2 separate regions of the Gossypium hirsutum genome follow, and region 1 is linked to region 2. The links are chromatin contacts, called in public Hi-C maps. All regions are on one chromosome and are shown on one strand. Each heading gives the region's core, a stretch centred on a gene start, on an enhancer-like site or on the middle of the called end of the contact. The rest is flanking DNA. Distances are from core to core; before and after follow the strand shown. Region 1 has its middle 7.7 kb from the start of LOC121216565. Region 2 has its middle 4.9 kb from the start of LOC121216162.

What was found. A called contact is a pair of places that touch in the nucleus more often than the background predicts.
Region 1: a Hi-C map of leaf shows a contact between it and region 2, with 1.5 times the contacts expected there. The contact joins two enhancer-like sites. A contact is called at or near these places in 4 of 34 Hi-C or Micro-C datasets (hypocotyl and leaf).

What each region holds. Positions count from the first base shown.
Region 1 is chrD04:21,015,878-21,020,736 of Gossypium_hirsutum_v2.1, reverse strand. No RefSeq gene overlaps it. Among protein-coding and RNA genes, the nearest start is that of LOC121216565, 7.7 kb to the right of the region's middle. Within about 2 kb of position 2,181, at least 4 of the 9 cell types and tissues checked have an H3K27ac peak or open chromatin away from gene starts, as enhancers often do. A contact at or near this core is called in leaf, where this site is marked.
Region 2 is chrD04:20,894,449-20,899,678 of Gossypium_hirsutum_v2.1, reverse strand. No RefSeq gene overlaps it. Among protein-coding and RNA genes, the nearest start is that of LOC121216162, 4.9 kb to the left of the region's middle. Within about 2 kb of position 2,203, at least 6 of the 9 cell types and tissues checked have an H3K27ac peak or open chromatin away from gene starts, as enhancers often do. A contact at or near this core is called in leaf, where this site is marked.

The DNA of each region.
Region 1 (4,859 bases), core at 932-3,431, 120 kb before region 2:
TCTTTAATTTACTTAGTTTATTTATTTAACCTTTGATTTTTAACTTAAAAATTATCTAATTCATGGCCATAAATGTCCACTTATATTTCAAATGGTCTAATTACCATTTAAGTACTCTTACTTTAAGGTTCTATAGCTATTTAATACCTTTAGCTTATAGAACTTAACTTTTACATCTTTTGCAATTTAGTCCTTTTTACCAAATTAAGCATGCAAACGATAAAATTTCTTAACAAAATTTTTATATGAACTTGCTAAAATTTCGTAGGTATTAAAATAATAATAAAATAAATATTTTCACATCAGATTTGTGGTCTCAAAACTACAGTTCTGATTTTACTAAAAACGGGCTGTTACATCCATGTATTTTGGGAAAGTTATTAATTTAGTCTCTATGCTTTGGTTTGATAAATTTTAGTCCCTGTACTTTTACATTTGTTAATTTTAGTCATTGTACTTTTTGAATTTTGAAATTATAGTGTTGGGTCAATCAATGACAATTAAATATGTTTTGTTAAATTCAGTTACTAGTCTTGTACTATACGTACAATTATAGATTGATTCCATATTCTCCAATTAGATCATTTTAATTCTCTATACTTTTCAAAATTTCAAATTCTAAATTTTATGCAAGTGATAGTCATTAATCCATTAACTAGTGTTTTAGTGATTAATATGTGGAAATAATAAGCTAACATGACATTACACATAGACTAATATGTTTGTTGCATCAAATTTTGAAGATAGCATAAGTTAATGAATTTAACATATATTATTTGGTGAGGATTCAAATTTTAAATTTTGAAAAATATAAAGACTAAAACTGACCAAATTAAAGTATAAGGATTAAATCCATAATTTTTGTAATGTATAAAACTAACAACAAAATTTATCCTTTATATTTGTGTTTGATTTGATTGTGGAAAAGAATGAAGTAAGAGATTTTTTGGTCTGGAGAATATTTTATCTTTATTTTCTAGCATTAATATCTATTTACAATTTATGTTTAGGGTTTATACATACTTTTCCAAATCTCCGACTAATGTATTTACAAAGGAAGAAATATTAAAGGAAGAAATATTAATAGTAAAAAATAAAACCAAATAAAAAAAAAGAAAAAGACAATAGGGAATTGAACCTAAGAGAGTAAAAAAAGTAGCCCTTCAACCAAAAAGCAACACTTAATCAATCAAGTGTGGAGAAGCAGAAGGAATGCATAGTTAAGGATCAAAAGCCAGATGGGTTGGTCTTGTTTCTGGTAAAAATCCAAGAAGTAGAGGGTCATCTATGGCGGTTCCACTTCAAATTTGTAGCTATAGAGGTTGCCTAGGTATCTTTGTCCCCATCTAACTAACAAAGCTATTCTCTTGAAAGGGTTAATAAGGTACCGAACTCTTTCTCGAATACTTTTTCTCCCGAGTCCTACATCATACCTTGATCTCTATTCACTTGCCGACATCTCACGACTCATGTTGCTACTCCGTACTAGATTATCTAGTGATACGTGTTTACCATTCATTCATCTAACCTAACATTTCATTATTTGAACTAAGTTGCTTTCTGATAAAATCCAGTGCCCTACATGACAACCTGGCATTAATTAGATTATTGAGAAATAAAATCAAGTTTAAGATTTAATTCAATCCATTCATGCAATTATCTAAAACCGTACATGACAGAAAAATAATAAAAAAGAATCTATCTGATAAGTTTGAAATTGATATCACAGTTTCTGTAGTTCTTTCTTTTAACCTCAAGCCGCGACCAATTTTGTAACAAAGCCGAAAATAAAAGAACAGTAGAGATGCATGCATGGTTTCAATGGTTGGAAATATTCAGCATTTATTAGGCGGGAGCTGAGAATTATTTTAGTTGATTATACAACACAGCGTAAATAAAGGGCAGCCACCATTTTCCGAAACAAATGACTGATCTATCAACTTCATGGAGTCAATTATTTAATTTTTGAGATCATGGAGTCAATTATTTAAGTAGTGTAGAGGGGGCCTGATTCTCATGGAATTTGCTTGACTTTTGCTTTATTCACTGTCGCAGTGGCTAATTGCCGTGCATGCATGAAAAACTAGGCACTTAATTTGTAGGTCGCTTTCCAAAGGGTGCGGGGTCGGGTGGGGGGATATGCCATACATGCGAAACAGGCCATCAAACACAGCCGAGCATGGATGCAGATTGATGGGGATTGGATTGAGATGACCGTAGAAATAATGTGTATTTGCATGGCAAAGATAAACACGAGTCCTTTTCCCATATGGGGTCTGATTTAAATGCATCACACGTGTATGAATTGATTGGTACCACTACCTATCAAGATATAAATGGTGGTTTTAACAAGATATTAAATCATTATTTTATGATTTCTCTTAGTAAAAGTATTCGGAAAGCTCTTACATTTCTAAGACAGATTTAATTTTGATTTCTCTACTAAAAAATTTAGTAATTTATCGTTTATATATTTTAAAATGTGTAAATTAACAATTCTGTTAAATAATGAAATAGAATGTTAATTTAAATGGTTAATTGCTAATTTGGTCTATAAACTATAATTAAAATATCATATTAATTTTTTAAAAATTTGCTTAAAATAATTCTAATAAAAATTTAAAATATTAAAACTAAATATAAATTATTAAAAATATGAACAATTATGTAAAAATATTTTTAAAAATAAAAATTCCAAATAAAAATTTCTAAATATTCAAAATATATATATGTAAAAAAATCTAAAAAAATTACAGAAAATGTTAAAATAATTTATGAAGCTGTCGAGTCGAAACTTGAAAATTTTTTACAAGGCTTTCTTTCTTATTTCTCAATTTCTTGAAATATAAAAAAGATTTTTCATGCCTGAGGCCATAAATAAATAAATAAAAACTTGATTGAAGAAGAAAAAAACCAAAAGTTTTGATTACTCAATTTTAAATTTCTCATACTTTTGTTAATTTTCAATTCCATCTTTACCGCCCATGTTTCCAACTAAAAGGCATATAAAAATTTATTTAATGTTTACTTTTTTCTACTTTAATGAATACTCATTTTTGCATCTCCTATGCTTTTTGTATCTCCTAATTGTGTGTACTCACCGCTATAAAATTATGATTACTCATTTTCACATCCCTTTAGCTATTACAAAACATTCACATTTGAAAATCTTACTGTTTAATACCCAAAGAAGCTTTAATATTTAAGTTATTAGGTTTAACAATTTTTGGTTTTGAATTTTTAATACAAATTTTTAGGTTCTGAACAAGTACTCCATGGGTTTTGAAATTTTAAAAGATAATGTTTAAAATTTATGGGAATAAATAAAAGATAAAAAGTGATCTTTTTTTTAAATAAAACCCCAAATTTATCAACACGTCTCCAGAGGTGGATAAGCAAGGAAATGAGCTCATTCTCTTTATCTTCTTCTTTGTTACCAAAAAGAAATGCAAAATTAAAATATTTTGTTTATTGTAAATGTGTTGTTTCTTTGGTTTGGTTGTATATTTGCAGTAAAAATGGTCGGGTTCTGAATGCCACATTAGCCGCCAAAATGACCTAGTACAACTACCGGTGTTTCTAAGAAAATATTTTTAATATGTTTATTTACTTTTGAAGGAAAAAAAACTTAGCGTGTTATCTCCTTTTTAACTAAAAGATACAATTTTCCAAAAACAAAATGATTTTAATGTTTACCTCGTAAAAGTTGTTTACCAAATTATTTACTAATTAAATCTCATTTAAAACTTTGCAACGAAAAAGTGAGTATCGACATGGTTTTGATTTTTAAAAACTTTTGATTTCATTCATCTTTAATTTAATTCCAAAGTTCAATATCTTAAACGAATTAAATGTTATGCATGTCAAAATTAACTCAAAATTTATATTCCACGCCACAATTCAAATAAAATCATATAGTTCTCAACTAACATAAATTATAATATCATGTCTACTATACTTTTAACGAAAATAATTCGAGCTGAGACCTTTGAATGCTGAGCCCATTTCTAACCTTGAAGGTTAACTATGAAGATTCAAATAAAAGGGGTGAGTTTTAAAGAGCTCAGTGTGAGTCTAAACACAAGAAAATTAGTGCAAAACAGAAGACAAGGCGTACAAAATTACAGTTCTTAGAGCAATTACAATCGTATAACAATATAAAGTATAACAGTTTATTTGAGTACGCCCATGAATGTCAATGCAATTCATGTTTAACAGAAAAGCTCCTATCCATACTCCTTTACACACCACAGTAAGAGTTCCCTAGAACTCATCCATCCCTACACACCGCGTTGTGGATAAACCACCAGTAAATGCATATAAACAACCAGTAAAAATAGGGGGCAAATGTAACGCGTAGGTTTGTGCAAGTATGCACAGTCGTTAGCAAGTAATAAGTAAGTAAAAGAGTTATCGTCTCCATAGGGACTGTATATGTTAATCAAATAATTGCAACATTAAAGATTACAAGTTGGTAACAGAACACAATAATTTTTATTGGAGGTGTTACAGTAAATTAATTAAATGCAAATGAATTAATCTAAATGCAATGAATAAAATGAGATAGTTTAGCAACAATTTCACAGGTTAAACAATAATAACATGAATACGCTAGAATAATTACACATTTAACTTAGTTCATTTTCATCATGCTTAATACAGTTTCAAAAATTATTCCATGGTAACTCGATCTTTCATTAACTTTAAACCAATTATAAGTTCTTTTGAAATCTTATACTTAGAAAAACATGCATACTACCATGATCATATTTAACTAAGGGTTCTTAGAGTTTATGTGAAGTAACAAGGACGGATTAGGTTTGAAATAATTTAACCACACAAATCGAAAAGTTATGCAA
Region 2 (5,230 bases), core at 954-3,453:
AGATACATACTTCCTCTCATAGATCTTCGTTTATTTCACACACAATTTCCATTTTCTTTAACAGGTGAAATAAGCATTTTCAATGGAACCTTCTTCACTTTCTTCCTCAGTCTCTCCTTCCATTATGACAGTGAATGCCTCAAAGCTACTCACTTCTTCATTAGACTCAGATATATCACCTTTTAATTCTTCATTGCTCTAGGTGGTGGCAAGTGATTTTTACTTCTTGGTATTTGGACATTCTATCTATACCATTTGCACTTATAGCATTGCACAGTCTTTTTCTTCATGAACTCCCCTCTATTCTGGTTTTTCTTAGGCATTTCTTCTTGTTCATCCACTACAATTTTTTTTCTTTGCAAAACGCTTTATAGTCTTGTTCAAATTTTTTGATAATAAAGCAATCTTCTCTTTGAGAATTTTCATGGTCTTTGTGGAATTCAAAAATTGTTTCTTCTTCCTCCATCTTTATATTTTCAAACCATGTGGTTAACATTTACAATTTCAACATCCAAACAATTGTGTTTCCTTTATACTAATTCTGTAGAATTATCCAAGCATCTTTGGCCGCCTCACACATAGATATCACTTTGAGTTGCTCCATATCCATACCACTAAATATGGCATTAAGAGCTTTGAAGTTTTTGAAAGCCATCCTTTTTCTCTTCATTTGTATGTTGAGTTTTCTCATCTACTCTAGTAGTAATGGGTTGTGTCCAGACATCTTCAATTGTTTCTCGACCAGCAACATCTATTGACATGATGAACGCCTTCATGTGTGCTTTCCAATAGGCATAATTTGAAGATCCTATTAGAAAAGGGGCTCGTGAGACTAAACTACCTTTTTTCATAGGTTCCATAACTACAGAACTGATACTGAATATCTTTTTAAGTTTGCTCTAATACCAATTGAAAAATAATTAGTCTACAGATATGATTTATCAACTTTGTTTAGTGTTTATTGTAACGATAGTTATAACAAAAATAAACAATGTAAGTAAAATAAGTATAGAAAAGAAGTAACAAAACTGATTTTTGTACGCAGCTTAGAGACAATGGTCCTCATTTGCGGAGCCTTGCTCAAGATAAATCTTTTATTCAATCACCAAATATTCCAATATTACACTTGTTTCCTATCAACTAAATCTCACAACTTCTTCTCCAGGCAAGTATATGCAACCTCAATAAAGAACTAATGATCCCACAACTCACAATGATCATTCAATAGAGATTTGATTAAGTGTTGCAAACACCTTTGTCAATTAACAAATACTTGAACACAAAAAGAGACAAACAAGTTGATCGAAACACAACGTGCGCACCATTTTGGTAGAAATCAACTTTTAAAACTTGATGATCTCCCAAGGGAGAATGTCGCCTAGCTCAGAGAGCAGCAAATATTCTTCTCTAAAATAGTTTATATAAGTCATTGAAAAGCTCCCTTGAATAAATTAGATAATTATCTCTAAAAAATAACACTTTAATAATCAAGATATAATAAGACTTTCATAAAGCCGATTGGAAGACTAACACCTTTAGTCGTCCCTAGCTACTCATTTTTCAAATATGTCATATTTAAAAGGACTAAACTTAGCCTGATCGAAGCTTGTACAAGGCCCAAAACGATGGCCGAAACAGAGAAACAAGTTTGTTATAATAGTACATGGAACGATCACCAACAATTTTCCCAACACTACATATTTTCCTATAATAGAAACATTAGAAATAATTTTTTAAAAATGAAATCCTTGTATTTATATATTCAAACTGGGCTAACAAATATTATATTTAAAAATAGTTGAAAAAGTAATTTTTCATATATACCAGTTTGAATAAGTATGAATTCATTTTAAAATTTTTAAAAAAATCATTATTTTCAATATTTTTCAATTTTGCAAAACAGTTTTAGTGAAACCAAACTTTTATTGTCTTGTAATTTTAACTTCTTTTTATTTTCATTTTTGAACAATAATTTTTAAAATTTTCAATCAATATTTTATGTTTTCCAAAAAAATAAAACAAAAATAACTTCTATTTAATGAAATGAAACATAACCTAGATTTCCCACTAAAATGTAAGAAATAATTATCATATGTATTTATAATACTACAAATACATGCATCTTTCTCGACACATGGCTGCATACCCACATGTGGTGGTATTTTAGCCATAAATATTTAGTATAAATTAACGTCCACCCTTCACCCTTGACAACCCATCCCCCTTCTCTCTACTCTCTATCTTACTATTTCTCTCATTAGCAGCTGCTACATAATACATCTCTTCTCTTTGTCTGACTTTATAACGTGAGAATGAGATCATCAAAGCGTTGTTCTCGATTTAGAAGAAAGGTTTTGGTTAAAAGAGGAAGGAAGATCCGAAGAAATGGCATGACTGCTGAGCCTGTAAGAACATCCATAGAAAGGAAGCTTCGGCAGCTGCAAAGGATGCTTCAGCCATGTTGTCCTGGGATTAACATGGAAACCTTGTTTCAGAGGACGGCTGACTATATCTTTCTTCTTGAAGCCAAACTGAGTTTGCTTCAGAATTTATCTACTTTTTATGGAGTCTAGTAGTAGCTGTCAATTATATTCGGTCTGTCACAATGTGTAAGGGGCCGGTGGCTTTCTTAATTTGATAATCTTGCAGATGGGAATGAAAAAAATGATTTTATTAATGCTTGCACTTCAGCTCTTTATAGAAAACTAACGCTTTCAATGCAGAAGGGTTTTTGCTTTGGGGATACAAGATATTTGTATAGATTCGTATCAGAATGAAAGGTATAAGAAAGAAGCTTAATAGAACCATGCAATGCAATATCTAATCATATCTTTAAAATGTGATTTTTGTTTAAGGGTTGGAAAGTTTCTTATTATATCATTCGGTATTGAAAATATTAATTTTTTTTAAATTTAAAATCGTATATATAATTTTTTTAAAATTCAAAATTGTTAAAATACTAACGTGGCACGTGGCAGTTAACTTACTTTACATGTATTTTCTAACCATTAATTTTTTTCCCATAATTTTGATGTAATTATATATATATATATTCTTAAACCCAAATCTAAAAACTACGCGGTTTTGGTCTGGGCAAGTAAATCAATTTTTTAAAGATTAATAGAGGTAGACCGACTGCAAAACTGTTCTGTCAATTCAAAGGGAAGGGTTAGCATGTTAGTGGAGTTTGGGAAATTTTTGATGAATTTTTAACAATAATTGAGTAAAAGTACCTCAAACCTTGTTGGATCAAATCAGAGGTTATTAATACCAGTTATCAGTTTAAAACATTTACAAAGAGAAGAGCTTCAATGGAGGAGTTCTTTCAATTTCATTCAAGCTCAACTAGTCCAGACTTCTCGCCTGAATCATTGTTTCGATCACCGTCTGTGGAGACTTTGTCAGGTCGCTGGGATGAACTTCTTCTCAACTTCAATGACTTCGAAGCAACGGTTTGGGTGGGTGGATATGGATGAGGCCTTGGATCAGTCCAAGAACGGCGTAAAGGAAGAAGACGTCGTATCAGATATTGCCAAACTGGAAGAGTTACCCAAGGAAGAGAAAGCTTAAGGAGGTGTAAGGAAGCGACTATGGGGAAAATACTCCGCTGGGATTAGAGATTCAACGAGAAATTGGGTTTGGGTTTGGCTTGGAACATTCGACAGTGCCGAAGCGGCCGCTTCAGCTTACGACCAAGCGGCGTTTTCGACGAAAGGATTATCGGCAATGCTCAATTTCCCGGTGGAAGTCGTTAGGGAATCGCTTCGGAGCATTAAATTCCGATGCGACCAAGTGTGCTCACCGGTGTTGGCACTGAAAAGGAGACACTGGATAGGGAAAACAAGACAAATTTTTTATCTAATCAAATTTGTTTACTTACCCCGACCAAAACGGCGTAATTTTTAGATTTGGATTTAAAAATAAAATTTTTATTCCAATTATAAAATGACATAGATATTAGGTGAACAAAATTAATGGTTAAAAAATTCATGTGACTAAGCTTACTGTCACATCAGCTAATTGTTAGTATTTTAACTATTTTGAGTTTAAAAAATAAAATGATAAGTAAAATTATATATATATTTTAACTTTTTAAAGTAGATGATTTAACAACAACTTTTTTATAGTCCAGTAATCATTTATGTAATTTACCCTTTATTTAATTTGAATAAATACTTTTATATTTTATATACAAATTTGATGATATATTTTGCATATTTTTATATATTTTTTTAATATCATTATTTTTCTTTTATAAATGTCGAAACTATTTTTATTTTGAAAAACGGGGTCGACTTTTAAAACAAAAATGAAGTCACTACCAATCTTTTTTTGAGGTGTGATCAGGTTACCTTAAGATTAATCATTTTAATAAAACATTTTGATTTATTAAAATAATGATTTTGGTCTACAAAATTCGAGAAAACGGGCTCGGGAGTCGGTTACGCACGATGAAGGATTAGCACCCTTGTAATGCCCAAAAATTGGTACCTAATTGATTAATTAACGTCCTAATGTCAAAATTTTGAAAAGATTTTAAAATACGATCCTCTTTAAAAACCTGAATAAATCGAATTTGATGTTAAGACTTCCTTGTCCCGAAGTAATAAGATGTCACATCCAGTAAGTTAGGATCTGGCATTTTAACCCTTGAAACTAAGCTTGTCTCATGCATTAAAGTTAAAAAAGGATATTCGGTTATTTGGATAAAAAAAATTGAAACCTAGTGAGTTAGGGCACGATTTTCACAAAGCTCAAAAGTACCGAATATTGCCTTATTTTTAAAAGTTTTCTTTTTTAAAATTGGAAAAAATTGACGCAATATTAAAACGATGCGTAAAAACTTTGATAAAAAAAGGGCAATATGAAAATACAAATAAACAATTTATAAAACACATAATGGCAATTATTTAAATACTAGCATCAATAATCAAAGACCAATGAATTTAAAACAAAGAGTATAAAATAAAAAAAAATATAAGGCAAAACAAAATGTAAACAAATTTAAAAATAATGAATTTGAAAATGAATAATAAGGGAAAAAGAAATTTGAAATCAACAATATACAAATCAATAAATAAAAAAATAGGTAATATATGTACAAGTTTGGAATAAATAATATATAAAAAATGAAAATAGGTAATATATAAAGTAATAATATATAAATGAGTTTAAAAATAAATATTGTGTAATAAGGAATTTAGAACAAGTTATACACAAAACATCTTAA